Regions from separate parts of the Sus scrofa genome. Here region 2 is linked to region 1. A link is a contact called in public Hi-C data. All regions are on one chromosome and are shown on one strand. Each heading gives the region's core, a stretch centred on a gene start, on an enhancer-like site or on the middle of the called end of the contact. The rest is flanking DNA. Distances are from core to core; before and after follow the strand shown.

Evidence for each region. A called contact is a pair of places that touch in the nucleus more often than the background predicts.
Region 2: a Hi-C map of retroperitoneal adipose tissue shows a contact between it and region 1, with 2.3 times the contacts expected there. The contact joins the enhancer-like site here to the promoter of LOC102164731 in region 1. A contact is called at or near these places in 1 of 5 promoter capture datasets (liver), 20 of 47 Hi-C or Micro-C datasets (adipocytes, alveolar macrophages, blood and 9 more) and 2 of 2 datasets of contacts at active chromatin or transcription factors (alveolar macrophages and skeletal muscle).

Annotation. Positions count from the first base shown.
Region 1 is chr10:57,926,517-57,932,633 of Sscrofa11.1, forward strand. LOC102164731 (endogenous retrovirus group V member 1 Env polyprotein-like) reads right to left here and starts at 2,600. Exons shown (of 2, transcript XM_005668194.3): 1 at 2,504-2,600. It also overlaps a transcript of CCNY not described here.
Region 2 is chr10:58,031,643-58,037,759 of Sscrofa11.1, forward strand. It overlaps CCNY (cyclin Y), which reads left to right. Exons shown (of 9, transcript NM_001244388.1): 3 at 1,660-1,760. Among named protein-coding and RNA genes, the nearest start is that of CCNY, 13 kb to the left of the region's middle. Within about 2 kb of position 2,634, at least 3 of the 83 cell types and tissues checked have an H3K27ac peak or open chromatin away from gene starts, as enhancers often do. A contact at or near this core is called in retroperitoneal adipose tissue, where this site is marked.

The sequences.
Region 1 (6,117 bases), core at 1,350-3,849:
AGCTGCAGCTCAGATCTGATCTCCGGCCCGGAACTCCATATGCTGCAGGAGTGGAAAAAAAAAAAAAAAAATTGGAAGCCCTAGTGCTGTGCCCTATTCAAATCAGTCTTCAGAGGCTCCAAGGCCCACTGCTGGTCCCTACTCCATTGGAAGGGCTCCCTTTCTTCTCCCTTTAGAGCTTCAACTAGGGGTTTGATTGTAAGGCCATAATTTGGGAGCCAGATATGGCAAAACCCAGCCATTCTGAGAAAGCCTCAAGTTGTCTTTTTGTGGTTGGGGATGGTATTAACTGATGTTTTCTTTCTTTCTTTTTTTGTCTTTTTAGGGCCACACCTGCTGTATATGGAGGTTCCCAGGCTAGGGGTCAAATCAGAGCTACAGCTGCCGGCCTGCACCACAGCTCATGGCAATGCTGAGTGAGGCCAGGGATCAAACTCACAACCTCATGGTTCCTAGTCGGATTCGTTTCTGCTGCGCCACAACAGGAACTCCTAATTGCTGTTTTCTGATCTATGGCCAGGCCTCACGCAACGGGGCTCAACAAATCCTAAATACTGAACCTGCTGCTGTGAAATCTGAGTCTTTGTTGCGAAGACTTTATAAATTTAGGGCCTTAACAGCATTCTGATCTGAATCTTGCTTTGTCTCACTACTTATTAATAGGTCACCAACATACGTTAACCAAGTTTCATTTTTCAGCCTCAGTTCCTTCAGTTCTTTTGCTAACACAATTCCAAAGACATGGGGACCGTCCCCAGAGCCCCATGGAAGCACTGCCCAAGTCTACCTGAGCAGCCTCCAGAGTGACCAGATCCTTCCATTCAAAGGCAAGAAGGTACTGAGCGTCCGATGCAGGGGGAAATGGGGGTATGGGAAAATGCACCCTTGAAGTCCGACACAGAGAAATGTTGAGTGCCCCCTGGCATCTGGGTGAGTAGGGTGGGGTTGGCACCATTGGGTGAATGGAGATGCCTTCCATACTCACTGTTCCTATGTCTCACACCAAATGGTGTGCTCATTAGGCTTTTGGTCAGGGAGAATCTGAGCGTTATAAAAGGACTGGCAGGCCAAATGGGCCGGTGTTTTAGGAATTTGGTGAGCAGTGTTTGGATGCCCCCTCTCAAGGCCTCAGGCTTTAAAGGCTATTGCCTCTGGATTCCAGGCTATTTCCCTCCAGGCTTTAACTTTTATCTCCACTGGGGCCACAGGCTTCGCCTTTCCTGGTACTGATATATCCCAAACCACAGGACCCACTGGTTTCCTACTTTCTTGGGGGATATTTTCATGACCAATATCTGGGAACTACTAATAGATGCATCTTCTATTCTGATTTTCTGCCTTCTTGGAATCACTCTGTGCTAAAAATATACTAGCTCTCAGTTTACTTAACACATCTCTTCTGAGGAGGGGGACAGCCATGTCAGCATATACAAAAAAGGAACGAGTAAAGATTAGACCTGACCTCGCCAGTAAGGCAGGGGTGTAAATCGTCTTATCTTTGGCTGCTCATCAACCCCCATTACCCTACAGACATAGGTGGAGGGGGCCAGCAGGATCTCACAAGGACATTCCAACAAATGGCAATAATACAGTCCAGAGCATGGAGCTTTTTAAAAGATGGACTAATAAATGTATGAACATTACTAAGGGACGGAGAGGGAGCACAGGTTAAAAAAAAGGTTTACAGGAGCTCTCTTTGTGGCTCAGTGGTTAACGAATCTGACTAGTATCCATGAGGACCTGGGGCGGATCCCTCCCTCAGTGGGTTAAGGATCCCGCGCGCCCTAAGCTGTGGAGTACAGCTACAGATCGATTAGACCCCTAGCCTGGGAAACATCCATATGCTGCAGGTGCGGCCCTTAAAAAAAAAAAAAAAAAAAAGCAATGGAAAAAAAAAGGTTACACTCGTTCAGATTTCGACAAAATAATGTTTACATGGCCTTTAGCAAGATGTACACATATCGCTGATGCTCGAGCGCTGATGCTTGCCCTTACTTTTCTTCCCAGTTGGTACCTGCCTCCGTAAATAACACTTTGAGTTTCTGGATCTCAGTTTCCTCATATAGACCATGGGTTGCGCCTGGTTTCTCCGTACAGAGCATTCTGTCCCCGCGTCTCCCCTCAGGACGCCTTCCCTGCCACTTGGAATGGGGAGAAGGGTTGTTCCTGCCGCCTTATTCTGCCCCCGGGACAGGCGAGGGTGCAGCGTTGCAGAGGAGGTGGCGGGGACTACCCCTCAAAGTCCCCATACGCACGGCCCGGGGCGTGGGCAGGTGACAGGAGAGCAGGCGCTACCTGGCGGACCCGACAGTAACCCGCGGGGAGCGCGGCGCCTCCCGGGCCCGAGGTGCATTCCGGGCGGACGGCCGGCGGCTCAGGACGGGGTAGAGCGCCTATCCTACCCAGTGCCTCTCGGCGCGCGAAAGAGAAGCGAAAAAAGCCCCGCCCCTCAGCCCGGAGCAGCCCCGCAGCCCCCGCCTCGCGGCTGGAGCGCCGCACGCACCTCTTGTCCCAGCGCGGGGTCCTCGCGACGCCGCCGCGCTGCCCGCGCCTGTGAGAAGCCACCCGCTCCTCCGCGGCGCATCCGCTTCCAGGGCAGCGGGCGGGGCGGGGCCGGGTGGGCGGGGCGCGGTCGAGCCGGGTGGGCGGGGCGCGGAGGGCGCGGAGGGCGGGGTCGGTAGGGCGGGCCCAGCGTCCCCGCAGCCGCCCACGCCCGGGCTCCCGGCCGCGCCTCCGTGTCGGCCGCGTCCTCGCCGCCCACGGCCGCCCGCGTTCCCGCCGCCGGCGTCCACTCCGCGTCCCGCGTCCACCCCGCGTCCCGAGCGGCCGCGCCCCTTGAACCGGAACCGCTTGCGGCCGCCGGCGGCGAGCCGGGCCGATCGGGAAGCGGAGGCGGCTGCGCGGCGCCCGCCATGGCGGCGGCGGGGTGAGCCGGGCCGGGCGGCCGCAGTCGCGCGGGCGCGGGCGCTCCTCCGCCGCGGACAGGCCGCCGGGCCGGGCGAGGGGAGCCGGGCCGCCCATGGCGAGGCCGCGCCGCCGCCGCCGCTGCTGACCCGGGGCCGCGCCGGGGCCCGGGCGCCCGCCATGGGGAACACCGCCTCGTGCTGCGTGTCGTCCAGCCCCAAGCTCCGCAGGAATGCCCACTCGCGGCTGGAGTCCTGCCGGCCCGACGCCGACCTGAGCCGCGAGGACACGGGCTGCAACCTGCAGCACATCAGCGATCGGGAGAACATCGACGGTAAGGCGGGCGGGAGGGCGGGGGTCTCTCGGATTCCTCCGGCGCCCCGCGCCGCCGGACCGCGCGCCCCACACCCCGCGCCCCGCCCGGCGGCCGTTGCTCTCGGCCGGTCCCCGCGAGCGGGCCGGGGTCTTCGCCCCGGAGGGCCGGCCGGGGCGGGGTCCAGGCCGGGCTCTGGACGTCTGTCCGGCAGAGCCAGCCGCCTGCCAAGTTGCGCGCCGAAGGGTGAGCCGCCCCGTCCTCCGAAAGGCGAAGGGGATGGGGACCCTGGCCACGGCCGAGGAATGAGTTCCCAGTTTGGAATCGCAGTCGCTACCTGCGGCCGGAGAACTGGGTGCCTGGGTCAGCTCTCCGGAAACTCGCAAATTGATCCCACTTGCTGGCCTCAGACCCCATTTCCATAAAAGCTAATCCCCCCAAAATACCAACAACAATAAGGAATTAAAAAAATTTTTTTTTTTGCGGGGGCGGGGCGCGGTGTGGGATTGCAGTCAAATAGCTTCACCTGAATGCTATTAAAATTTCTTTACGGGACCATCACAGCAGTTTGCTGACAGTTTTGGATTAAGTCGCTTCTTCTTTGCCTGGGGCTGAATTACAGAGTCTTGTGAATTTCTGATTGATTTGAATGACTTTTGGTTGGGACTAGGGTTTGTAAAGGACTGATCACTACACGTGGTAATGGTGGTTTATTTTATTGGTCTTAACAGTGCCTTTATTAGCACTATTTTGTCAATCAGCTACGTGGCTTAATATCTGTAGATGGGTAGTTTATGCGTCTTATAATTTATGTAATTTTCAACTTAAAAATTTTAAAATTGGAAATATATTTTTATGACAGCTTGACTTTTTTTTAAGCACGAAGTCTTTTCACAATTGGTGTGGTTGAAGTAATCTGGAAAATTTTCTTGTGTGAATGAATTGGCACAACTGTCATAATTCATTCTTGTTACTTTTAGGATGGCGCATTCCCTTTAGTTTGCAAAGCCAAATTTAAACTACCAAGGGAAGAATTTTCTCTTTGTTTGGTCTTATTTAATTTCTTCTAATTTCCTCTTTTTCGAACACAGCAGCTTTACTACATGGGTACCATATGTAGAAGAGGCTAATACAAGATCTGGTTTATAATGGGCACTTAGGAAATTAGGGTGCAGTATGACAGTCTAGTGGTGTTATTTTAGACTTTCATTGTATTAACCTGCTCTTTAGCTGTCTGTGAACCATTTAAAAGCATCTAGACCAATATTAAGGCCATTCTGTCTTGATCATTGCTCTGGCCCCAAGCACCTGAAAGAATTATCTTACATATTGTAAAGACCGCGTAAGTATTGTATTTTAAAGGAGTGAATGAAGGAATGACTTTGTTATAGAAAATCATTACCTAGTCCCGTAAAATGTTGAAACATTGGAAATAATTTCTCTTTTATGTTGTGCCCTAATTAATATTGGGTAGAGGCTTTGTCTTTAAAATAACGGATTAAAATAATACAGAAGGAAGACTCACGTTTCTTAGACCCGGGCTGCATACCATTCTTGTTACAGTAAGGAAACAAGAAAATGAAAGTAATTGCAAAGAGCTATTTGGTGATAAGGCTTAGAAGGATTTTGCCAGAAAAAAATAGAATAGTGTTGTGTGTTCTTTCACTTGAAAGAAATCTAGGTTTTGGTCATCATTTGTTTTTGAGAAAATATTTGAAGACCACCAACCCTTTGTTTTGGAGGTTCAGGATAGTTTGAAAGATGATTGAGCAGATGAAGAGGTTTTCTAAACTGGGCTGTAGTGTCTTCTCACACCTGAACCCAGCTGGTACGATGAGGCGAGTTTAAACCCAGAAATATGAATTGACTCTTTAAACAACGTTCTCTCCATCTCCTATTTACGTACCCAGCAGTTCTCAGCAGTTTCAATTAGATGAGAAATGGAGGAGAGTTCCCGTTCTGGCACAGCGGAAATGAATCCGACTAGTGACCATGGTTTTAGGTTCGATCCCTGGCTTTGCTCAGTTGGTTAAGATCCCGTGTTGCGTGAGCTGTGGTGTAGGTCGCAGATGCGGATTGGATTCTGTGTTGCTGTGGCTGTAGTGTAGGCTGGCTGCTGTAGCTCCAGTTTGACCCCTAGCCTGGGAACTTCCATATGCCTCGAGTGTGGCCCTAAAAAGAAAAAGAAAAGAAATGGAGGACCTTGGCGTTAGTATATATAAGGCTCTCCAGGTGATTCTACCATGCAGCAGGTTGTGACTTGCTGGCTGGATGAGTCTCAGAATGTCTGTTGTTCAGGGGCATTTTCCATAGACGTTCATGGTGTCAGAGGCTGGGAGAAGAGAGCAGATTTACCGAGTTACAGTGTACAGGGGTGCATATGTGGAATATGTATTTTAACCTTGATTGTTGGATGGTTAGTAAACACTTAAGAGCTGCGTCTTAAGAGTTCCTGATTCTGGTAGATAACCAAAGCTGAAGTGCCTAAACACCGTGTTTCTTATATCCTGAAAGACCTTCCAGACAACTAGAATTGGAAGGTTCAGAGAAGCTCAGGGGACTGGTTTGCATTTCTCGAGAGCACACGGGTATGAGGCCTGTGCGTGTGCTTTCCCTGCCCACACACAGGGGCTGGTGCTTGTGTAGCATTCCAGTGACGGGTGCAGACTTCCCTGACCCCCACAGGCCACTCGCCTGCCCTTGTATGGAGTGTACCCTAGGGTTAGGGGATTCCTGGTTTTGAAATTTATTAGATTCACCTGTTCCCAGGTATTCTCATAAGATTATTGTGAGATTGAGAAATAACAGAAGCAGCATCGAAGGTAACAAGCACAAGCCTTACGTGGGGCTTCCCCTGCGCCTGATGCCAGTCCATTGCTTGGCATCAGCTCCCTCATTTC
Region 2 (6,117 bases), core at 1,384-3,883, 110 kb after region 1:
GGCTACTGCTGTTTAAGAAAAGCAGAAGCACTGGGTGTAGATGAGCCATTTAGGGATGGCGGTCACAGCAGGGAAACGGCTTCTACCAGGGGGAGAAAAATAAGGTTTCTCTGGCGCCCAGAGGTCATTCCTGCCCCAAGAGTGGCTCGAGGGAGGGAGAGAAGAGACAGTTTGGAGAAATGTTTAGGACGTGGAATGATGGGCACTTGATGCATGGAGACCAGAGAAAGCAGAGGGCGAGAGGAGATGCAGGAGCATTTTGTGGATTTCTGGCTCTGAGCCTCACAGGCCCCTCCAGGTAGAGCCGTCCAGCCGGTGGCGGGAGCTCAGGAGAGAGGTTGAGGTAGAGGAGAGATTCGGGCCTCATCAGGGAGCACAAGGCTGTTGAATCAATGGACGAGACGGTGCTTGGGAGCGTGTGGAGGGAGAGGAGGCCGTCTTATTTAGGGAGGTAGCAGAAGGGTAGCAGAAGGCTGGACGGGGAGGCGGCCAGGAAGCAGCCAGCCGTCCTCTGCACTGGGAGAAGGTGGGGGGACGGCAGGTCGTCTTCCAGGCGGGTGGGCGTGGTGGAGGGGTGGGGATGCGGCCTGGCGGCCCCTCGGTTCCCTATCACCTGAGCTACCTGCAGGGAGCTCCGAGGTGATGTACAGAGCATCTGAGAAGGTGAGGGCCGGATTCACAGACAGTTACAGAGGGACCAGTGGCCTTCCTGTCCCCGCCCCTTTGTCCCGCCCAGGGATTATGTGCGTGTGCACACGTGTGTGGCTGCCTGTCTGACTGACGTCACAACTCGTCAGCAGCATCCTCTTCAGCATGCAGCCTAAGAGGTCGCGGGTAGTCCTGGGTCTCCACGTCTGATAATGTAGTCGGGTGACTACGTGGCCTGGATGATCTTGCTTCAGTCTAGTTCTAAACTTGTATTATTCTACTAAGTTATACTTTTAACTTGCAAAGCATACATTATTTCAAAGATAGAAACGTGTATCCTTAGAGGTAATTCCTCACTGGCCTTCTCCGTCCCTGGGCTTCTCGGTCCCTGGGCTGGTCTCTGCTCCCCCGCCGAGCAGTTCATGGTCGAAGCTGTGGTCTCTGCTCCCCGACCACAACCTCCGTCATTCTCGGCAAAGTCTAATCAAGTGAAGCACTCGCTCACGTGTTTTCTTTTACATACTTCGGAAATGTTACAGATGTGCAGCATAAAAAGCCTTACTGTCACTTTTTTTTTTTTTAAATGTGTTTCATGTATTTTTTGTTTAATAAGCACTGGTGGGATGTGCTTTTAGATGGATTTTGCCTTTAGAGAAGGAGTGCTTTTTTTCTTTTCTTTATGTCTTCACCTCCTGGAAGTCAGGATATTTGCTTCTCACAGTGGCTTTTACGGACCCTGCCACACACCCTTTGATGCTCTTTCGCGGGAGTTCACTGTTGTGACGGAGGTTTGGGAGCAGGAGTGGTGGTGGTGACTTTTCCGCGTGGAAGAACGTGACATTTCATTGTAGGAGGAACGTGGGTTCTGCTCTGGTCTTGCTGGCAGCGCTGGCGTTACTTGCTAAGGCCCTTTCCCTCTGTAACCTCGTCTCGGGATGAAGGGGATGATGTGCCTTGGAAGAATGTGGAGCCCTGCTTAATTGTCCTTGTTTTGTTGGCATTGTTTTTTAGCATCCTCCGGGACAAATAGCAAGGAAATACAGCTCCTGCTCGACTATTTTCCTAGACGATAGCACAGTCAGTCAACCAAACCTCAAGTATACAATTAAATGGTGGGTATGCATTTAATTTTTCCTTAACTCAGTGTCTTTTCTGTTCCTTAACCTGATGGCTAACTCACTGATTGCAGGCGCTGAGGGTGGGTAAGCCTGGGCAGGGGGAAGCCATGGACTGTTCAGGAAATCTTTTTAAAAAATGGTTTGGAGGAGTTCCTGCTGTGATGCAGTGGTTAAGAATCCGACTGCAGCAGCTCATACTGTGGAGTGCGAGTTCGATCCCAGGCCCAGTGCAGTGGGTTAAAGGATCCAGTGTAGCCAGAGCTCTGGCCGAGGTCATAGCCGTGGCTCAGATTCAATCCCTGGCCCGAATGCTGTGGGTGTGGCCATTTAAAAAAAAAAAAAAAAGATTTTGGGAGTTAAAATGTGGGGTCTTCAACATACTTGTGCATATTACGATTTACATAAAAAGACTACATTTTTCAGTCATTTTAAATGTAGGTTAAAGCTTATTTTTGATTTTGTGCATACCTTCCCACTTGTCGAAGCCATCCTGGCAGCTCTTCAGAAGGTAGTGGGTCCCCCTCTGACTTGGCGCTGCTGTAGAGAGCAGGCCTGGCGCCGTGAAAGTGTACTTGCCAGGAGTGGAGAGCGGAGTTCTGGCCTTGGCTCTGTCCCCAGCAGGGAGGGTGTGGGTGACTCCCTTCGCTTTGGGGACTTACTATAAAATGGAACTAAGGAGGAAGGGCCGTCTTTGGGTAAAAGCGTTTCCCTCTGGGGTGTCAGTTCCCTTCTGTGACATGAACGTGCCGAAAGGTTCCCGCATTCAGTGTGTCACAAGCCTCAGTGGAGGCCACAGAGACCCCGACGGACTGAGGTCTGTGGCCTCTGGCTCAACTCTGAGAAACCTGGGCTGTTTGGCCTTCGTACTCATGTGAAAAAAAAGTACACATTTAACAGCAGCGCGTGTTAGCACGTGCAGTAAGGCTGTGTGTCCTAAATAAGAAGCCTGCTGTTCCAGTGGCTTCGAAGCCCCATTCCGAATGTGACCACATGTGGCAGCGGGCAGTAGGGACTCTGACGGTCGTCTGTGGCTTTCACCTGCTCCAGGGGGAGAGTGGGAGGGAGCCTGCCGTCCCTCCTGGGGGTCGCGTGTTTCTAAGGTCCAGGCGGGAACAGAGATCTTTGCTCCATGTGTTGGGAGTTGAGGGCGGGATGGGTTGGTGCTTGAGGCTGGGAGCACGTGTGAGCCCTGGTGCCACAGCGCTGCCCTTGGCCGAGCCTCTGCCTCCACACTGGCTTTGTGCTGGGAAGTGCGAAGTGCGGCACCCCTGGGAAGGGCTCCCCTGGGGACCCGGCGGCTGCTGATCCCACCCGAGTCCTCAGGCCTGACTTCCCTGGGCGCAGGGACCCTCCCTGCAGCGCTGGCGGGAGCCGTGGAAGCTCAGTGCTTCATCCTCAGGTGGCCACTGCCTCTGGTTGTGACACAGACATTTGGGGCCAGTGTAAAACCAGGTGACGGTTCAGCATTTCAATGTCAGGTCTGGGAAGTGTGAGCACCAGAGTCACAAGCAGGTCTGTGACCCCGTGGTTCCAGCTGAGCCGCAGCTGTGAGGCCCCAGGGGCTTAGAGCCCTGCAAGGCTTGAGATCTGGCCCCGCAGATCCAGGATCTGGGTTGTCAGCGCCTCTGGGAGATGCCATGGGCGGCCAGGGCTGAGGACCCTGATGTCAGCGGCACCTGCCTTCAGGTTCCCTTGAAAGCTTAAACTGTGGATCACACCTGGAGGAAAAGACGCGGAAAGCGGGGTCAGTGAAGACGGCAGAGTGTCGACACGCAACGTTCAGTGTGGACGCTGTGGCTTCTCAGACTCAGGAGATGCTTTCTCAGCACCACCCGGATCTGATGTTCCTTCAGTCGGCAGCGTATTTGTTTTCAGATGTGCCCCATCTTAAAAATGTGCATTTTGGACCTAGGAGCTGGGCAGGGTGGATCCTAACCGTAGTAACACCGCAGAATCCTTCCCTGCAAATCCCTGTAGCTCACACGCCACTTGGCTTCAGTCGTTTTGGAGTGTTAGCTGGCCCGGGTGACTTCAGCCGGGGCCTCTGATGGCACGAGGGGAGGGAGTTTCCTGAAGGGCAGGGGGGTGTGCAGGCTGAAGGCCCTCCTGTAATACCCTGTCTAACCCTGGCCTCCTCCCCAACATGGTAATACTGCTGCAGACTCGTTAATGCAGTCTCACTGCGTGTGGGCACAGCCAGCACTTGTGGGCTGGGCTCGCCTCCTGAAAAGCATGGAGAAATTGCTTTGGAGGAGTTCCCGTCATGGCGCAGCGGAAATGAATCTGACGAGGAACCATGAGGTTGTGGGTTGGATCCCTGGCCTCGCTCAGTGGGTTAAGGCTCTGGGGTTTCCATGAGCTGTGGTGTAGGTTGCAGACGAGCCTCGGATCTTGTGTTGCTGAGGCTGTGGTGTAGGCCAGCAGCTGTAGCTCCGATTAGACCCCTAGCCTGGGAACATCCATGTGCCGCTAGTGTGGCCCTAAAAGACAAAAAAGAAAAGCCAAAAAGAAATTGCTTTGGGTTCTAACAGTTGATTTTCAAGCTAATTTTAGAAGAAACCCCTCTGTAGATTGAGGATTGCCAAAAGGAGCAAATATATTTACAAGTGCTAAGTTAGGGAATTGGTGGACATTAGATTGCAGTTCTGTTGGTCAAAGAGAAGTGGGCATGTGAAAAGTTTGGGCATGATTTTGTGGTCATTTTCTTCGTGGGCATAATACCTTATCTGAGAACTTAATTTTCCCATCTTTTCCTCTAAATGCCAACAGCTGTGGTATGAATTTATCATTTGCCACCCACCTCTGGCCTCTGCAGCAGACCCATGCCTCAAACCATGTGTGAGCACAAGGCTGGCAGTCAGAGAGAATGGGGTGCGGGGTGCTCTAGCTGTTGACGCAGTACCCACAGCACCCATGGCCCCTGACCATGGTGAGGGCAGCTTGGTACATCTGCCCCTCTGGGTTCAGCTCCTCTGCTTGGCCAGCTGAGTCACAAGGACACCGCCAGCAGTCAGGAGCTGTTTTCCTGGTCAAGAAAATAGCATTGCTTCCTCTCTGCTCTGCAGCAAGGGCCTCCAGTCAGCCCATCCTTGGTGACCTCACCAGTATCTGGAGATGAGGCAGGCCGACCAGGCCTCCAGAGCCCGGCATTTGGAGCAAAGCCTGAAGCCCAGATTGACTCCATTTTCAGCTGACTGCCCTCTGCCCGCGGCAGTCACTTCTTTCACGATGACCCACAGAACTGGCCCATGGAGCCAGTGCATATCCTCTGCTTGGTTTTTTCTTTCCGGGGGGTGACCTTGAGTGGACATTGGCCTACAGAGTGGCCCTGTGTTTCATGGAAGCCCGAGTCATGAGAACGTCCAATCTTTTTCTTTCTTTCTTTCTTTTTTTTTCTTTTTGTCTTTTTAGGGCTGTGCCCATGGCATATGGAGGTTCCCAGGCTAGGGGTCGAATGAGAGCTATAGCCACTGGCCTACACCACAGCCACAGCAACGCCAGATCCTTAACCCACTGAGCGAGGCCAGGAGTTGAACCTGAGTCCTCATGGATGCTAGTCAGATTCGTTTCCGCTGAGCCATGACAGGAACTCCCGAAAACGTCCTGTCTTGCTTTCAGGTAACCTTGGGGCCCTGAAGACTTTTACTCCGTCTGCGGAAGCGTGAAGAGCTCTTGAGGCGGCATTATTCACAGGGCAACAACCACAACTGCCTTCATTATAGAGCTTTGATTTGAGGTCATGCTTCTGTGTACTTCACTGGGTTGTAGTAAGCACTCTGTGATGTCAGTTGAACCTTCCTAGTTTTATAGGTGGGAAGCGGAGGCTCCGGGGTGGGTGAACGCTGACGGTGGAGGAGCCAGGTTTTGCATCCACCCATCCACCCGGTCTGACTCCAGTCCCGTGATGCTTTTCCGTGTGTGTCGTGTCAGGCTCCCTCACAGGGGAAGCAGGAACCGTATTTTTCTCAGTCAGTCAAAGTGATTAAACTAATCACTACATGGAACCCAATCACATGAAACACTCAATTTAATCATCACAGCATGACTGTTAAATGAATAAAACAGTAATTTCTTCCTTTTTTTCCAGAGGCAACATGATAGAACAAAGGGGCCCAAAACCGTCACATAAGTCAGAAATCCTGACATGGTGTCTCCACCTGAATTTTCTCGTTTATAAACTAGAAGCAATAACGTCGTTTTCCGTCACAGGGCTTTTAATGGGCGTGAGGGCACTCTGAAACTGTACCACTGTTATTTAAAAATTCTGAAGTCCTTTCACCCCAATTACAATTCCCTCATCAGCTGAGATGCTTTTCAAGATATCAGGAGAAAGAATATGTTCTTTCTGTGT